Regions from separate parts of the Pan troglodytes genome. Here region 1 is linked to region 2. The links are chromatin contacts, called in public Hi-C maps. All regions are on one chromosome and are shown on one strand. Each heading gives the region's core, a stretch centred on a gene start, on an enhancer-like site or on the middle of the called end of the contact. The rest is flanking DNA. Distances are from core to core; before and after follow the strand shown. Region 1 has its middle 360 kb from the start of USP24. Region 2 holds the start of PLPP3 (phospholipid phosphatase 3).

Region 1 (4,191 bases), core at 341-2,840, 1.0 Mb after region 2:
CATAAGCCCTTAAGCCTAAATTCAAATCTTGGGATCATAGCATCAGCCAGGCAGCCCTATGGGCCAAGAGACCAGAGATGAACGTACTGGAACACATGTGTGATGGGAAAGAGGGAAAGGCTGGGTCTCCCTGCTGCAGGCTGGGCCCTGGCTTCCCTCCTGCTCTAAAAGTGACCCTTTAATACACAGTGATCCCTGCAATAGTATTCAATCGTTTATCTCCGTCTTGGCATCTTTCTAATCAATGAACAACTTTTCCACAATGCTTGGAGAGGAGGGGAGGAGGGGGGCTGCCCTGATTAGCCCCCTCCATTCCCTCCGAGGTTGCGGGTGGGTGGGACATGTCTTACTATTTTCTGGCTCCGTACCTTTGCATCCACTGTGTCCCATCCCTGGAATTTCCTTCTCCTCTATTTTGCTAACACCTATGCATCTTTCAAAACTTAGCCCAGGGTCACCTCCTCAGTGACGGCCTCTGTGAGTGCTCTAAGTCAGCTGCTGCCTCGAAGATAAGCACAGGGTACTGCTGTGCCCAAACTTAGCACCCACCACATTGCATTGTCATTATCAGTCTACTTCTCTAAGACCCTCAAACATGAGTGAGCTCCTTAAGGACAGGAAACCTGCCTTCTTTTTCTTTTCTAATTCAACCCCAAGGCTGTTGCTCAGAGGATGAATGTGGAAAGGGGAGAGGAGGGAAGAGTATTTTCCAACAATGTAAAGTTTTATTCTAGGTAAGAGTGACTTCCTGTCCCTTGTAGTGGGCAAACATCTTGTGCATCTTACGGAAGAGGAACCCCAACAGAAAAGAGATGAATGCAATGCTAAACCCAACCAAGATTCAACCTAAAACTTTTAGGAAAGGCAAGGTCTGGAGTTAGGAACCCACATGACAGCTTGTGTGCATGTTCTGCTTTCTCTCTCTTTCCCTCTGTCTCTCTCTCTCTGTTCACACACACACACACACACACACACACACACGTAGTCACAGGCATCTGCATGTATCCATATGCCCCCCTAATAATAGAACTCCTTCCTCATGCCAATACTTTAACCCTTAGCATGCACCTTCCCAGGTAGGACTTCATGGGAGCTGCACAACACTCCTTCTCTGAGCAGTGGTAGGCCCTGCCCTTGTCTCCTAAAGGACCAGTTTGATAAGGTGGAAAGGATCTTGAATGAAAGTCAGAGGACTGGGTTTATGTCTGGAATCCATTGAGATGCAATGTTGAAAACTTTGAAAAAATTTATCCGATCTTTAAGGCCAAAGCAACAGTTTCTGGGAAAGTTAGAACTTGTCACTTATTGAATGTCTGTGTCTACTGTAGACTGGAAGTCGCCTGGGTCAGGGCCAGTGCCTGCTCTGTTCACTGTTGCATCTTCAGAACCTAGCCGTGTACCTGGAACAGGATCGATACTCAAATTAATATAAAAGTGAATAAAAAGTGAATGTCCTCCTCTGAATTTCAGGCTGCCGTGTTTACAGGTGTCAAAGACCTAATGGAGGAACCGTGGGGTTGTCACAAAGGCCTTCCTGGCCTGAACCCTGTGAGTCATCTTTGCTGCTGACACGTGCACAGCATGTTATGAATCATAGAGAGCTTTGATCTGCTTCAGACCTCACAAGTGAGTGATTTATCCCCTATGAATGCTAGGTTCATTGAGGGTGGAATTTTAATGATTTCTGTATCCCAGGCCCCAGCCCCTGCTCTGGCACATAGCAAATGCCCAGTAAGTGTCTGCTCTTTCATTCATACAAAACAATAAAGTAATGACCTGATGCTCAGAGAAGTGGCTTGTGCGGGTCCTATGGCATACTAATGAGAGAGTCAGTGCTCCACTCCGGCCTTGGTACTTCCTGCTGTAGCACATCAAGGATTGTGTGCTTTCGTGCATGAGGCCATGAGGGAGCTTCGGAGTCAGTGACCTACACCCTGCCCTATTGCCTACTGCATCCGTCAAAGGACATGAGGCCAGACTTCTGCCCTGTTGTGGCAGGGCTCCAGCTGGGACTGACGCCATGGCTGACTAGTGTCAGGTATCTTTGGGACTATCCAAGCTTAAAATACTTCTGCCTCTAGGTACGAAGAATATAAGCCATGGCATCAGCTGTGGGTTAAATTATGCCCCCAAATAGGTATGTCGTGGTCCAAATCCCCAGTACTTGAAATTGTAACCTTATATGAAATGGGGTCTTTGCAGATGTAATCAAGTTGAGGTTAGGTCATACTGGATTAGGGTGAGTCCTAAATTCAATAAATGACATCTTTATAAAAAGCCATGTGATGACACAGAGGAGAGGCACAATGAAAATGCCATGTGACAAAGGAGGGAGGGATTGGAGTAATGTGTCCAAAAGCCAGGGAACGCTAAGTATTGCCTAGAGCACCAGAAGCTAGGAAGAGGGCAGGAAGGATCCTTCTTAGAGTTTTCAGAGGGAACATGGACCTGTGACACCTTGATTTTGGACATCTAGCCTTTGGAACTGTGAGAAAGCATATTTATATTGTTTTCAGTCACCCAGTTTATGGTTTTTTGTCACAGCAGCCACTGGGAACCATACATATAGCAAAAGCCTAAAGTAAGAGATGTTTCTTTGCAATACAGGCAAGAGGAAAGGGCCTGGAGAGAGCATCCGCCAATGAAAAACAAAACTCACAGTGAACTTGAAGACCCAAAGATCCCTGTTCCACACAGTTTTAGATGGTTTATATTTTTATCAACACAATTAAATAATATTAGACAACTCTGTGTGTGTGTAACTTATATTTACACAATTGGAGAGCAGGGTTCTCTTCAAATAGGATAATCATCTGATTCACTCATAATTTGGAGAAAAGTCAATCCAATCTATCCGTCAACAAGTCTGGTCCCTGACCAAAATCCTTGGGGCCTTAAGGAGGCAGGGCAGGGAGTATCGCTGTCCATGAGATGCTGAGGCAAAGGTCAAGAAGGAATAACAGAAAAGGTGTTCATTTGAGCTGAGCCAAGGAGGAGAAATGCACCATGGGGTCACTTAAAACAAAATCAAGTTGACAAAAGTGAAAGGGGTTCATGAAAGAAGGAAGCACACAAAAGCCTGGTCCACTGAGGGACTAATGGTGTTCTTCTATTTGGCTGGACCCAGCAAAAAAGGGAGAAGGCAGATAAGATTTGCTGATTACCTATTCTCTACTATGTAAGTAAGCGTACCTTACATACCTATGTAAGTGTATAAGAAATGTAAGTTGTTTTTCTAGAAAGCGCCCTGTTTTGTCTTCTAAGAGCATATTCTGCCTGAGGACAGAAATCCTAATGTAATCAATTTGGGATTTTTTTTTTCTCATCATGCCAGGGCTTCCTCCATCCCAAGATTGCACCTTAGTTCTGATGGGGATAGGAGTGTTGGAATGGAAAGGCTGATGTATGGTAGCAATGCACTGGGGAGAGGGATGGGGATGGGGAAGAACATCTGTGTCTCTCATCTCATCCTCAGCAGCAGCATCCATTGCAGTGTTATCTGAGCAGCCCATGCAGAGCCTACTGCTGGTGGGTGTCTCCTCACCCAGCCTTGTGGCTCCCAGATCTGTCCCATCTCAATGTCTACCACTCTCTGCAACATGGATGTAGTAGTTTGTAACTGTGTCCACTTGGCTAAGCTAGGACTATATTTCCCTAAATTCACTTCCTGTACAATTTCAGGTTGGAGTTTGTCAAAAGACTTAATGCAAGATTTAGAAAAAGTAAAGCAGCACCACTGCTCTCTTACGGCTGTTGTATTTAGGAGAGATGAGTGACAGTTGCAGACATGCTGCAGATTCTAGCGTGCTCTCATTCTCCTCACTTGTCTACCTTCACAAATCTCAAAAGGGGTGGGTAGAGATTTTCTCTGATCCTTCCACTGCCCCATTCAGACTCTTATTTCCACAGCTTCTCCCACAATCATATGTGGTCTTATATCTATAATAAACCCCCTACTCCATAATACTCACAATGGTCTACTTCCTTGATCAAACCCTGACTGATATAACAGGGAAATACTTGCCCTTCTATGGAGGTCTCTGTATCATGGTTACTGATTGTCCCCAATATCCATTCTATCTTGATTCCTGTTTCTTATAGTCCCATAGCTATAAGTTATAGCTGCTCTGATGGCCAGGAAACTAGAGATTCCATTTCTAAACCTTTCTTACAGCGAGAGATAACCATGTG
Region 2 (4,329 bases), core at 232-2,731:
CTTTACCATCTGTAACACCAAATCAGGCTGAGATAGGCTCATGCCTGTAATCCTAGCACTTTGGGAGGCCGAGGCAGGCGATCATGACGTCAGGAATTTGAGACCAGCCTGACCAACATGGTGAAGCCCCATCTCTACTAAAAATACAAAAATAGCCGTGTGTGGTGGCACGAGCCTGTAATCTCAGCTACTCAGGAGGCTGAGGCAAGAGAATCCCTTGAATCCAGGAGGCGGAGATTGCAGTGAGCCAAGATTGAGGCACTGCACTCCAGCCTGGGTGATAGAGTGAGACGCCATCTCGGGGGGAAAAAAATAGTTATAAGCAAAGAGTTGACAGTGAAGTTAATTCTGTGCAGGAATGAAGAAAGTACTCAGAGAGGAGGTGACATTTCAGAGGATACTAAAGCAAGAGAAGCATTTCCCTAACTAGAGGAGGAAAGGGTATGCATTATAGGCAGAGCGTGCAGGAGAGCAGGGGTGTGGAGTGTGAAAGGATTGTACCAGAAAGGGCAATTGTACCAGAAAGGGTTGATGGTGGCTGCATATAAAGTTATCAAAACCCAAAACAAGTCAGTGTAAGAAAGAACATGATTCATATAATGTATCAAAAAGCTACAAATATTTCCATTTCTGAATGCACACAAAGAACCACCTGGAAAAAACATCCATTTATTGTCCACTGTGCCCAGGTCCATGCTAGGCACTATAGAAGATACAAGGGAAGGCCCTTGCCCTGGAAATGTTTATTCTCTATCTGGAAAAAAGATTAACTCACATAAAATAATTAAAAATAAGATGCCAGCCTCTAAGGAAAAATGTTAGATTGTCTGAAACTCAAGCAGAGAGCATTTTGGCTGCCCTGGAATTCCCCATAGTAGTAGAATTACTCTTGGGGCCAAGAGAGGGGTTGCCTGAGACTCCTTCACCCAGAAAAAAGGTAATTGCTAACCCTCACAGAGCACTTCCTATGTACTGGGCACTGTTCTAGGAGCTTATACGGATTAACAAATTAAGTCTTCACAACCACCCTATATGAAAAGGAACAGTTATCTCTAGTTACATACGGGGAAACTGAGGCACGGAGTCACAGGATTGAAATCCAGGAGATGTGGTTCCACAGTCGTGCAGTCTTTTTCATTTTAGTATTCTCAAAATCTAGCGTAGTACCCGGTGTTGGATGTTAAGATCTTAAACAAACAAACAACTCGTTTTCCTTAAAAATTATATTTTCAGGGTAATACAATTCAAGTCACAATAAAGACCTGAAAGCCTCAGGTTTGTAGGTGAGGAAAAATGCATTTTAGCTGTACAGCCCTAACTTTTACTTGACCCAAGGCCAGCAAGAAAACGTTTCTTTTTATTTATATATATTTTTTCTTTGGTGACAATTTGGTGTTTCTGAACGCTAGGGGCTCCCGGTTTCTCTGGTTTGAGAGTAACTTTTCCTTTTAGGACTTTTTTTTTTTTTTTTTTTGAAGGGGGTGGGGGAAAATGTGGCCTTAATTATCCTACGTCTTAGGCAGCTTAAGGAAGGGGCTGTGCTTTCGGAATCCCATCCGAGCCAAGTAAGGAGGTCCCTCTCTCTCTCTCCCCCCACGTCTTCTCTTTTTAAAGGACCTCGTGAAATAAAAGTGCAGAAAACAAACCCAGGCGATCACAGCAGCAGCCGCCGCGGCAGCAGCACCAACAGCAGGAGGAGCAGGAGGAGCCGGAGGAGGAGGAGGAGGAGGAGGAGGAGGCAAAGTTAGAGTTGGGGCTGGCGCTCCGGAGTTGCTGGGCTCAGCGCAGCTCCCATTCATTAAGGAACCAGCTGCGGAGGAAGGTGGCCGAGCGCCCGCGCTGCCCACTCGCTCGCTCGCGCACTCAGACGCGCGCCAGAACAGCGCGCCCCAAGCTGCGCAGCTCTGCAAAAGTTTCTGCTCGGGATCTGGCTCTCTTCCCCTTGGACTTTCGAACGATTTAGGGTTGAGAGAGGAAAGCAGAGGCGCGCAGGAGGAGCAGAAAACACCACCTTCTGCAGTTGGAGGCAGGCAGCCCCGGCTACACTCTAGCCGCCGCGCCCGGAGCCGGGGCCGACCCGCCACTATCCGCAGCAGCCTCGGCCAGGAGGCGACCCGGGCGCCTGGGTGTGTGGCTGCTGTTGCGGGACGTCTTCGCGGGGCGGGAGGCTCGCGCCGCAGCCAGCGCCATGCAAAACTACAAGTACGACAAAGCGATCGTCCCGGAGAGCAAGAACGGCGGCAGCCCGGCGCTCAACAACAACCCGAGGAGGAGCGGCAGCAAGCGGGTGCTGCTCATCTGCCTCGACCTCTTCTGCCTCTTCATGGGTGAGCCCAGCCCCGCTGTCCCTCGGCCCCTCGGCCCCTCGTCCCTCGGCGCGCGTCCCAGCCCAGTCCGGGGCCGCGCAGCGCCGCGCCGCGCCGTCAGCTCCGGGGGGCCCCCGCAGCCTTCCTGGGGAGCCTTCGCGCCGCCCAGGCCCGAAGCCCCCGCCCTCCCCGATCCCACCGACTTCTTGGCCTGTACTTGAGGGGGTCTGGGCGTGCTTAAGCGTTCGTGGGCAACTGTTAAACCAGCTCAGTAAAAGTCGTCTCCACGTTGGAAGCCCGGGCGGAATCCCGCGGAAGGTGTGGGTTCGTCCTTTTAGCGTAGGGGAAGTTGGTTGAGCCGTGCTCTAGAGCCAGCGTATAGCTAGCTGGTCGCCCTCCATCCGAGTGAAATGGATCGCCCCGAGAGTCGGGCTCCTGCCTGGAGCCAAGCTGCCTTCCCGGCGGCTGTATGTAAACATCCAGCCCTTCCGCCTTTGCTGCCCAGGCTCGCCAGACTGGCTAGCCGGCCTTTTCACTTGCTTCTCTCCTGTAGGTGCTTTCCCCGGGCTTGGTGCTGGGCACGGCTTCAGCAATCACTTGAGTGCCTACTGTGTGCCAGGTGGTAGGCGGCTTCACGGGCATCAGTTTTAGCTCGCCCACTCTCTGACTCGGTGCAGCAGGGGTGATGAGCCCCATTTCCCTGATGGGCACATTGAGGCACTGGGAAAGCCAGCTGCGATCTTGTTTGGGGACCACAAATTTAATTGCGCCCCCAGAAAGTTGAGGCGATGGTCCACTTCTGTTTTCCAAAGTCGTTGGAAGCCACAGCTGGAAGAGCGGTGGGAGTTAAAGGAATTGGAGTGGGAGGGTGAGGAGGATTTATGAACTCGGTAGGGGAGGGAGAAAGCGCTTCACACGAATGAACAGGACTTCCAAGGTTGAAGTCAGCCTAGGATTGTTTTTTTTAAAGCGAATCATGGTGTAATGGAAAACGCACAGTACTTGTCATCAGAACACTGCCACTCTTGCCACTTGCTGGGTGTGCCACTTAACTGCCTCATGGGCCTCAGTTTCCTCAGCAGTTGAATGAGTGGGTTGAAGTAGATGCTCTCCAAGGCCCCTTCCCGCATTAAGAACTCGGATTTGGTCCAGAAGCTGTTCTGCCAACTCTGCTAACTGAAGAAACATCTGTGTTCCCAATTCAGTTCCCTTAAAATACAGCTCCTGCACAGACTTAAGTCCCCTTTGAAATGGATTTGTCCATGCAGATTTTGCAGATCAGAGACTTCTTAGGCTAGAGTTATACCTCCCTGGTATTCATGACTCTTTCTGTAGCACTGTCCTTACTGTGCAGTGTCCTCTTGATGGTCCATAGTAAAGAAAGATAGGATTCTTAGAGTTTAAAAATAAGAACGGCCCCCTTCAGGTAAGAAGAGACAGCTGAAGGTATAATTGTGCTCTGTGGAAGGGTGGAGGGGTGGAAAGGAAGAAAAGTCACTGTAGTTCAGGTGGCACATCCCATTTCCACATCTCTCAACATTAATTCAACATTAAGATGCTATGTAAAGGAATTGTCACTGGGGGGCCTACCTTCCTGAAGGCAGCTGGCTTATTATCATGCACAGTGGGACAGATTACTACTTAAAGTCTTATAATCAAGCTGTTGAATTTTTAAAAGACCCTCCCTGGTCCCAGGGGAGTACAAGGAAGCACTAAACACATGGAAGCTGTTTGCTGTAAACTTGCCTGGAACTCCCTGTGTTTACTCAGTGTGTTTTGTTGGTGGCAGAGTAAGCTCTTTCTTAGAGTGCCTGTGCAGGATACCCTCCTACCTCCTACCTTGTGATTAAGAAAGCAGAGCTGGAACATGCTTGACAGCCTTTGTACAATTTCCTTTGCACCCTTGTGATTTTAGAAGGCAGTCCCAAGAGATGGTGTCTTATGAAAGTGAAAAGGAAAGAGATGTAAAGGAATTTGCAAAAAGACACAACCATCAGCTATAGTTTAGCCAGGGATGTAAAAA

What was found. Hi-C and Micro-C count contacts between places; a contact is called where the count stands out from the background.
Region 1: a contact with region 2 is called in a Hi-C map of stem cell-derived neural progenitor cells, with 5 times the contacts expected there. The contact joins the enhancer-like site here to the promoter of PLPP3 in region 2. A contact is called at or near these places in 1 of 7 Hi-C or Micro-C datasets (stem cell-derived neural progenitor cells) and 1 of 1 datasets of contacts at active chromatin or transcription factors (stem cell-derived excitatory neurons).

What each region holds. Positions count from the first base shown.
Region 1 is chr1:175,400,296-175,404,486 of NHGRI_mPanTro3-v2.0_pri, forward strand. No RefSeq gene overlaps it. Among named protein-coding and RNA genes, the nearest start is that of USP24, 360 kb to the right of the region's middle. Within about 2 kb of position 1,591, at least 3 of the 24 cell types and tissues checked have an H3K27ac peak or open chromatin away from gene starts, as enhancers often do. A contact at or near this core is called in stem cell-derived neural progenitor cells, where this site is marked.
Region 2 is chr1:174,401,275-174,405,603 of NHGRI_mPanTro3-v2.0_pri, forward strand. It overlaps PLPP3 (phospholipid phosphatase 3), which reads left to right and starts at 1,482. Exons shown (of 6, transcript XM_016919260.3): 1 at 1,482-2,327. The coding sequence starts at 2,189.